Linked DNA regions of Mus musculus: regions 1 and 2 are each linked to region 3. The links are chromatin contacts, called in public HiChIP or PLAC-seq maps. All regions are on one chromosome and are shown on one strand. The core of a region is the stretch at or near the end of the contact, and the rest is flanking DNA. Distances in the headings are between cores, read along the strand shown. Region 1 has its middle 49 kb from the start of Gm20750. Region 2 overlaps Gm30351 (a long non-coding RNA gene). Region 3 overlaps Foxo1 (forkhead box O1).

Region 1 (3,280 bases), core at 583-3,082, 580 kb before region 3:
CTCCAGCATCCCCCTACACTGGGGCATCAAACTCCACAGGCCTCCCCTCCCATTGATGTAAATTAGTAATGAATAAATAAAATTCCCAGGATCACAAGAGAGGCAAGTTCCTCTAGGTCTCTGCCCTGAGCGGGGCATGTTTATCATGGAAAAACTTGTAGCCCCTCTTGGAAGAGGCAGACTCAAGAGACACGACTTTCTAAAAACCCATTTGATGAGGGGGGCTTATTGAAATGTTTTTAAAAATTACCCGAAGGAGTCTGTTCTTTTCTGTTCATATCCACGACTGAGCATGTTTCCAGAGTCAGCTATAATTCAGGGAGAAATGAGTGACTTGTCAAAATAGCCTAGCGCATGCTCAGTATGCTCAGTGGAGGGGAGCAGACAGACAGCACCTGCTGCTGAGACACAGAGCTGTTGGCTTGTCCCTGCCAGATTTAAAGTTCACCCTGCTTTGTAATTAGAGAAAGCAAGGCTCGGACCATTTCTACATCATACAGCTAAGCAGAAGTCTTCACGACTCTCCACTCTGGCCCCTTGCCATCTACAGTCAGAGCAGAGCCTCCTTCAGCCATCGGCGATCCTGCGCACACTGATGGCTTCATACCGTGAACCACTCCGATATTCATGCCCCTGCTGTATATGAGTTATTAATAAAATGATGCCATTAAGCTGAAGTGTACTTTAATTTTTCATTAAATAGAAACAAGGACCCAAAGAAGTTTGCTCTGATTTCCCTTCCCATTCAGGTTAAGAATCTATGTTAGTTTTTTTTTTTTTTTTTTTTTTCTCTGTGACAAACGTGGTACCAAATGGGAAATCATGAACATTTACTCCACCTCCTGAGGTCCCAATGATGAATGGAGGCACAATTCCACTAAGGTTTGCTTATAGGAGCCAATGAGCTTCATGGGCTTCCAGACAGAGAGTAGGTGAGGGTTTCCTTATAGGGCTGTGGGTGCTTCTCTGCCCAAGGGGAAACGTGAGGAAAGCTCTCACCCTGTAAGGAAGAGAGCTCCCCATGACTCATAGATGGAGACCATTGTCCATTGTCGTCTCCAGTCTGACTGCTTTAGCTTCTCCCTGAGACCAAAGTTTCATACAGCAGATGGTACTAGGTGGTAATACCTAGTGACCCTCCCTACCCATCCATGATGATGTCTAAACAGCTAACAAACCCAGCTGGGATACCCTAGCTCCCCAAGATGGTGGCTGCTTGGCTTCGAAGACAGTCCCACACAACAGGCAGGTACCCAGAAGGCAACCTAATTTAATGTTGTCCCATGAGAACGCTAACACCGGAAACTTCAAGAAAAAGAAAAATCACAGCGCTGGTTAAATGCTGAACCAGGACTCAGGAGCCAGATAACCGGTCATCAGCTCCATCGTTCTTCCTACAAAACAAACTGCGCTTGGTGAAGGTGTTTTAATTGTTTCATACTAATACGTTTAAAGAGCTAAGGCAGCTTTAAAGAATAAGTAGGCTACAAAGGGCCTTTTTAAAAGGTTGCACACGGTGTCACTTCTAATATAAGCATAAAAGTTTAACAATTAAGTGCATTTCTTCCCAGAGGAGAGGCAAGGAAGGGTAACCATGCCCATTCTGTAGTCTGTTGCAATTCCCCAATCAAAACCACAAAGCCATGTAACGGAACTAGAAAGAACTCCAGAGCCCTGAGTGGCTGCCAAACATGAAAATGGGTTTAGAGAACAAGAGCTGGAGGTGGGGGAGGTGACTCAGAGACCCAGTACCCTTCCTCAGTTGCAGGCCAGTTCAGCCCTTCATCAGATAAGAACGTTTTTACGCACAATGGGCCAATTTACCTCACACAGGAAAGCCTGTAGCTGGGTTCAGCCCACCACTTCCTGTGGGAGTCAGCAAAACAGCCTCAACCCTTCCATGCCTTTGACCAAAATACATCCAAGACCTCAGAGGAGGCCTCTCTGCTCATCCTGCTTATTTAGTGGGAGGAGACCACAGTCAGCCTCCTGGCAGTCATGAGGATGGGAATGTCCAATCTTCAGGTGTGCTTTTACTGTGTGCCCACACAGGAGATTATATGTGTGCATATACCCGTGTGCACCTGTGTAGGAAGACTTAAACATTTGGAGGGCGGGGTGGGGTGGGGTGGGGTGGAGAGAACTCACTGCTTTATTCATACAAGTTAATTCTTCGCAGTTACAATATTTCCTGCAGTTTAAACAGCAGCCCACAAACACTGTAGCCGATCCCCACACCCGCTGGAGCTCATCCCCCTCCTCCCTCCCTGTGGTTATCCTGGTCTCTTCTGGACTCTGCATTCTGGGATGCAGGGAAACACACTTCTTTCTAATATATTTTCCTAGGGAGAGAAAGGTGTAGGGCGGATGCTTATCAAAACTCGCTGTCTGGATTTCGTTCTAAGGCAAAGTCAAATGGCAAAGAAGGACAGATGATACAATGTCATTCGGCTTACTTGGAAGCAGCGTCCAAACAACCTAAGGCTATGATTATCTCCAGACTTGAACCCTCTCTTCCTTTCCCTGTTTCCCTCACATCCTAAACATTCCAGCATTGTTAGAAGATCTCAAAGTTTCTCTCCTAGGGGACCACTATCCCAAACTATGATGGCTAGTGTGGATTATTAGGTTGACCCAGTCTCAGAAAACCCTGGAAGAGAATAACAGTGAAGGAGTATCTAGATTTGGTTAGACTGTGGTTGTGTCTATAGATTATCTTGATTATGCTAATTGGTGTGGGAAGACTTTCACCGTGGGCGGCTCCATTCCCTAGGAAGGCTATTTTGAACTGTGTGAGAAGAGCTACCTGAGCACCAGCAAGCACGAAAGTGTGCTATGACCAGCTGCCTCAAGTACCTCTTACCTTGACCTCCTTGGCAATGGACCATAACCTGGAATTGTGAGTCAAATAGGTATTTTCTCCTTTAAGTCGATTTTTCTCAAGGTATTCTATCACAGCAACAGGAAATGAAACTGAGACACAGGCCATTAAGAAATTCTTTCATGCCATTGCCCTTTGTGTTGTCTGTACAGGTCTGCGATATGAATAGGAAAGCTGCTGTCTCCTCTCATTCAAATCCTGTATCCCAAAGCATTCTGGCATGGCTCATCACTAAATCTGTTCAGAGGGCTCCCTTGCCCCACTTAGCCCAGCACCACTGATGTGAGAACCATAGTTCTAGATGCAAAGTTTATTTGGTCAACTGAGAGCCCCCAGAGTTTTGTTCTTACAAAAAGGAAGTTCACCCCCATGGGTGATTCTAGGCCAAGTCTAAGATTA
Region 2 (3,130 bases), core at 184-2,683, 660 kb before region 3:
CACGAAAAGAAACACTTCTAGAATCAAAACCAGGGTTAAGGGTAGGTAGAGGACGAAGGACTCTGTGGTTTGTTCAGCCTAGAGGAATGAAGGAAATGATATTTCAAAGTGAAGACTGAAGGGCAGAGCTCATCACCGTGGGACATAAATATGATATATTGTACAGTGAGGAGGAGGAGGATGCTGAGGTCAGGATAGAGCCACGTTGTGCCTCAACCATATACATCTCCAGTCAGGAAATCCTGCTTCGTGACAGCAGGAAATTCAAGAGCACTGGGAGGTTCCAACCTCAGTCCCAACTTCTCTGTGGTGCGAAGGGGGGTTGGGGGGTGGTGGCTATCACGCTGGGCAAAGGAAGCTCTGTGTATTCCAGGGAGAAGAAGGGAGGAAATTAGTTACCCAAAACAACTAGGTTCAGAGGCTCTGCTGCAGGGAGAAAAGCCCCCACATCCCACGAGATTTCAGGAAGCCGGTCCAGCCCTACTTAGCAGCATGAATAGGCAGAGGAAAGAATGTGAAGGCAGATAAAGAGGGCTGCCACAGCCCCAGCTGGGCCTGTTTAAATAAGTCTGGCATCGAATGGAAGATGAACAGGGAGGACTGGGGAAAGGCATGTGGCTCTTCACAATAGTGCCCCCCCCTCCGAACCTCCCCGCCCCGCAGCATTTTTTCTGAGTGGGCAGGGAGTAAGGAGTTGGTCCAGGGGTTAGATGACCCCACCCCACTAGGATGGTGGATCGGATGACCCGTTCACGATGAACCTGTAGCCTTCAACTTTGTGATAGTGACATTTCAAACAGTGAAAGTGAGAGTGGTTTCTGAAAGTGCTCTCAGGAAGATCCACTCTCTGCCCTCTCTGCCCGCTGACTTAAGGACTCCACATTCTGGAGGTGACACTGAACTTGACACTCATGACTATGCTGTCCACTTGTTGTTGGAATCAAGCAGACGCTTTTACGAGTTGATACATTTCTATAATGCCTCTGTGGCAAACAGAAGACTGGTGGAAACCATCTCCCATTCATAATTTACCAACTGCATGTTCTGAAGAAACCATTGTATTTAGAAGGCACACAATGACTGCGACATTTAACGTTATTCATCATGATGCGCGAACCCCAACAGATCGTTTACTGGAAAGTATTTTGAGAAATTTACAGATGGGAAATGGCAGGCACCACAAGTCTGCTGGGTCTCTGCCCATTCTTTTCAAAGGTAGGAAATGTCCCTTTTCTTTGTGATATTGGCTCACCACTCTGTGAACCGGAGTGAGTAGACTGGGTCAAAGGTGAAGGGAGCGGAGCGAGCAAAAGTGTGTGGGTGATTACTGCACACGGGCCTCCTTCCAGGCAAGGTGGTCAGGTTGATCTCAGCACAGTACTCTCCCTCTCTCTGCCAAGAGGATGCGGTTAATTGGATTGGCAGATGTGGGAGGAACTGACGCTAGCAGATCATTTAACCAAATGCTTTAGTGTTTAACTGGATTCTCTATCAAGTGGTGTGCATCTACGCGTGCAGTCATTCTCACAACAAGCTTATAAGGGTTAGCCCATTTTACAGAAGAGAAACCTCCCAGCAATTTTGCTTTAGGACACAGAGGTATTAAGACACATAGTAAGATTTATAGCAAATGCCTGACTTAGTTCCCCCCTTTAGATTTTAAAATATATTTACTTAAGGTTATTCATCCATGGGCATATATTCATTTAAAGATGGGATTGGCAGTCCGTAGGTAAGCTTCCCGTGGAATTCCTTGTGTTGGGGAGGGAACTGGAGAGAAGGTGCATTTATGTGGACTCTTCTCAAAGTGCCACGCCCAGCGTTTTCTCCCACCGCAGTGGCTCTTCTAAAGACCATACAGATTGAAAATCCTACTGCTCCTTCTATCTTTACCTGGTCCCTTCAGATGGTCCTGGGTAAAACTTTATTTCAGCTCTCACTGTGAATACTCAGGATTGTGAACCCTTCAAAGCAGAAAATCCCACCATCAGGAAAATTATATTTGATGTTTGCTCCTGTTTGGACCACCCTGTGGCTGCCACTGCCTCTGCTGATGTCATCATCATCATCATCATCATCATCCTCTTGTGACCTGTGTAGGACCTGTGCTTCTGGAGCCATTCCAGAGATGGGAGGTGGTGATGACGATGTCTTGGAAACCTCTGGTCAGAAGCTTGGCTTTATATAGAGTGTGGCCAGATGGCTTTGTCATCTGCCTTATCCACAAGTCTCCATTTGATAGGAATTCTGTGAAGTATAAGCCAAAAGGAAATTCAGATTAACTCTGCAGATAGTCAACAGAGAGAGAGACAGACAGACAGGCAGACAGACAGAGACAGAGAGACAGAGAGAGAGACAGAGACAGACAGACACACACATAGAGGGAGAGACAGAGATAGACACACAGACTGAGAGACAGAGAGAAACAGACAGACAGACAGACAGACACAGGGGTAGGGAATGCAAGGATGCTGTGAAGGTTAAGAGAATGGACGTACACCTGGCACTGAACGGTGTCTGGCAGCATTACATGTCGGCTGTTATTGTCACTGATGTTTTAATGTGTTGCTTTCTGAAGATTTGGCTGTAAATAATTAAAGGACATGTGATCTAAAAAGATGTCTTAAAGTCCCATTTACTGAGCCATTTTTCTTTGTCATTCTTTTCTCTTACGTCCTTATTCTCTCCGTCCTTACAAAGGTAGTTTCTTCAGTCAGCAAAGATACTCTCATGCAGAGGACAAATAACGTGTCCACGCTTGGGGCCACTGATTTTAAAATGTGACATTATAAACCGGTAATGTTCACTATCAAATACTCAGGGATACCAGAGAATGAGTAGCAAAAGCCAGCCATTTGTAGTGATGCAGTTTTGAGGGGCAAAAATCAGAATGCCTTGAAGAAGTGAAGGTAGTCAGCGGGGCCTGTGAAATATCACCACGCAGATGCATTGTACGAACAGAACTGATAGAACACTGAGGTATTTCTGAGAACCACACAGTCTTTCTTGGCTCTAGGTGAGGTTAACTTGGGTGTGGGAGAAGTAAGCTCCCAGCAATATGACCGAGCCAACGCCAACACCACCCTGAGTGAGTGGCTTCTGGGCACTTGTCTCCTGGATTTGAAGAATG
Region 3 (3,015 bases), core at 374-2,873:
GCCCCCAGCCTGCAAAGAGCAAGGCAGCACAATAGCAGCTCTCACTCACATCTGCTGGCCAGCCTTCCTTCCACCAACCTCGGCAGGCCACCACTGTCAACAACAAACTGAGGAGAGTCCAGTGAGCTAGCTACCAGAGACCTCCAACCCTCCCCATCCCTGCTGCCTTCCTACTGTGCAGGAAATGAGAGCCAGTAACTTTACCTAGTTCAGCTTCCTTTCTGAAACCCCTCCCCCTCTCAGCTGGAGAGCCACAGATAAGTAGCTGGGAGACCTACTTGGCAGTGTGAAGAAGTGTCTTCAATATGCTAGAAAACACTCTCTATATGTGGTAACTAAATAAGACAATGTTCTCCTGACCCTTTCCAGTTAACCCAGTGAGGCAGAGGCTCAACAGAGTATAGAACTGAGTTTCTGCGACAGTACCTGGCCAGTACCCACTACATCCTAAGTAAAGGAATATATAGAGCAGAGAAGATGCGTGTTCTTGGGAAGATTCTGCTGTGGCAAGGTCCCACCTCCTATGAAAAATAAAAATAACACTCCCCCCTCCCCCAAATGGATGGAACACGGAGCACAAACGTTGGGAAGACTGCACGAATGGTGAGGTGTATGCCGATGGGCTACGGGAAAGGCAGACACCATGTTCCAGACAGACAGAAGACCCGGGAAAGCCCCAAGTCGTGGGGAAGCCTGGCCTGACAAGTAAGCACAGAATATGCGGGGGGTTGGGGGGGAAACCTCTGCAGTCAGGCCCCAGAGAAAGGATGGAGCAAGGTCCCTTTGGTCCAGTGAGGGGATGGCATAGTGAGTACTGCTGGCAAGTAAGGTGGCATGGAGCAGGGGTAGCCATGGACAGGATGAGAGTCCAAAGGGATGTGTATGCATAGTCAGGTGCTACCCAGCACAGCTGCAGTGAACACCGGAGCACACGCATGGCACTGACTCACTGTGACAGCCTTATGACATCACAGCAGTGCCAGCTGCTTCTCCAATGACAAAATCAACATCCGTTTCTCATAACCTATCCTACTGTTGGGCAACGTATAGCCAAGATAAGATCATAGAATTTTCTGACAATTACCATATGCCTAGTCTTCCTTTGGAAAGATTAGTAAGTGCTTTTAGGTATCTGAAATATTTGCTCTAACTCCACAAAACAAGTACGTTTAGTTCATCCAATACTGCACACTCAGTAAAAACAAAACAAAACAAACACACGGAAAGGGACAGAAGCACCGCTGCTTACAGGAATCACAAAGAAAAAGACAAGACGTGTCATGACAAATGGGCTTGAGGTATAACTCAATGACAGACTGCTGCCAACCACATACAAGACCAAGGTTTAACTCCTAGCACCAAAAGATGAACAAAACTAAGCAGTTAAGGAAACCGTGAGGACCACAGAGGGTGTCTATACTGAGTTCTATGGAGGAAAGATGCAAAGTCTAATGAAAGACAGGAAAAGAAACTCAAGAAGTATAGATAGAGAACAAAATGCACGGAGGTTGCGGGATCAGGACACTCAGGGAGAAACAGAAACGGTGGTGTCCATTCAAGGGCCACACTGGGCAGCTGAACCTACTGCAGATGGAGATAAACAAGGCTGGAACGCAGGAAGAGGAAGACGCATCTCAGAGCTGTAAGGCAGCGTGGCAGGAAGAAAGCACAGCAGAAGTAAGACTTGGAAGTAGATCCAAGTAACAAAAACAACAAACACTACAAGGTGGTCTACACTAGGAGCCCGAAAGAGGAGGACAGATAAAGATGGGGCAGATAAGTAGTCTGTGCCGTGTGTAGTCTTAGGCCAGTGGGATTAGTGGGCAGTGGGCAGTTCTCATAGCAAATAGGCACGTCCATACTTGATTTTATTTTGGCACAAATTTGCTCACTTTACTACATCTCTCTTAACATTCAAGCACATATGTCTATCCCCATACCATCCTGCTTTACAAGTAACTGAGCAGGTATTTTTAGATGCTTTTCAAATCAAACATACTCTGGCACGTAGGGAAATAATCCATCCCTAGTGACTCAGAGGGGTAAACAGTTACTAAGGCTGTTTCAGAGCTCAAGCTTGTGCAATGAAGGAGGTTACTTGTCTGCAGTTGCTAGAAAACGAATCTACAGCCACATCAGGATGCACGGCCACAAGGCTGGAGGTGCCGAGATCCCGCCTCTCCTAACTTCTGTTTGTGAAAGGGAACAAGTTGTTGGAGAGTGCGAGATCTGGAGAGAGATCACACACACACACACACACGAACACACACGGGCAGGGGGGTGTGTGTCAAGTGACAGCACTGCACACTAAGAATGAAGTGGAAGGGTACCACCCCTGGGTACCTGTTAAAACCACTTGTGAAAAGAAGCCATTCTGCGGGCTCAGTGTTCAGACCAGGCGGCCACCAGAAGGGCTGTAAGTATGGCGTCTTGTGCTGATGGCACACAGCTTGAGGGACTGAAAGGTGTGGGCATCCACGTTCCTCGTGTTTTACCTTTCTTCTCAGTTGATTGAACCTGGTGCCGGCATGGTTTGTTTACCAGCAGTGTGTGTTTAAGGATCTGGATTTGATTAAGATGTTACAGAAACAGCAATGAAGGGTATTTCATCAGGGCAGGGGGAGGGAATGAAGTAGCAACCAGGTATTTCTGTTTAAACTAGAGGGTTTCCTTTGAAATTCCAGCCTAACTCCCTATACAATATGTAAGAATAACAAGCGAAATTGAACACTTGTGGCATCCTCTGGAGGGGAGGCTCTAGAGCGCATAGCTAAGTTCACAAAGAACAAAAAGGGTAGCTCACACACACCAGGCCTCGCTTCTTCAGAGGCAAAACAATCAGTATATAACATTCCTGCTAAGATGGCAGCGACTGGTGTTGCAGGTAAACTTTTCGAAGTATTTCCAGGCTTAGAGTAAGCCACACAGCAGACACACTAAACACACCGCTCGCTCAACCACTCCCTCACGCTCACCTTCACTCACTCCAGCTCCTACGGGCTGTCATCTATGCTG

The links. HiChIP or PLAC-seq counts read pairs in DNA pulled down with a chosen protein or histone mark.
Region 1: a contact with region 3 is called in an H3K27ac HiChIP or PLAC-seq map of thymic regulatory T cells, with 8 times the contacts expected there. The contact joins two enhancer-like sites. A contact is called at or near these places in 3 of 115 datasets of contacts at active chromatin or transcription factors (double positive thymocytes, epiblast stem cells and thymic regulatory T cells).
Region 2: an H3K27ac HiChIP or PLAC-seq map of thymic regulatory T cells shows a contact between it and region 3, with 10 times the contacts expected there. The contact joins two enhancer-like sites. A contact is called at or near these places in 1 of 484 Hi-C or Micro-C datasets (bone marrow-derived macrophages), 4 of 115 datasets of contacts at active chromatin or transcription factors (double positive thymocytes, embryonic basal ganglia, embryonic stem cells and 1 more) and 1 of 9 other capture datasets (embryonic stem cells).

Annotation. Positions count from the first base shown.
Region 1 is chr3:52,877,058-52,880,337 of GRCm38.p6, reverse strand. No RefSeq gene overlaps it. Among named protein-coding and RNA genes, the nearest start is that of Gm20750, 49 kb to the left of the region's middle. Within about 2 kb of position 1,832, at least 81 of the 459 cell types and tissues checked have an H3K27ac peak or open chromatin away from gene starts, as enhancers often do. A contact at or near this core is called in double positive thymocytes and thymic regulatory T cells, where this site is marked.
Region 2 is chr3:52,953,049-52,956,178 of GRCm38.p6, reverse strand. Gm30351 (a long non-coding RNA gene) reads right to left here. Exons shown (of 5, transcript XR_375652.4): 5 at 1,680-2,247. Gm30402 (a long non-coding RNA gene) reads left to right here. Exons shown (of 3, transcript XR_867282.1): 3 at 1-3. Among named protein-coding and RNA genes, the nearest start is that of Gm30402, 3.3 kb to the left of the region's middle. Within about 2 kb of position 1,433, at least 40 of the 459 cell types and tissues checked have an H3K27ac peak or open chromatin away from gene starts, as enhancers often do. A contact at or near this core is called in thymic regulatory T cells, where this site is marked.
Region 3 is chr3:52,296,794-52,299,808 of GRCm38.p6, reverse strand. The region is part of intron 1 of Foxo1 (forkhead box O1); the gene reads right to left. Among named protein-coding and RNA genes, the nearest start is that of Foxo1, 30 kb to the right of the region's middle. Within about 2 kb of position 1,623, at least 59 of the 459 cell types and tissues checked have an H3K27ac peak or open chromatin away from gene starts, as enhancers often do. A contact at or near this core is called in double positive thymocytes and thymic regulatory T cells, where this site is marked.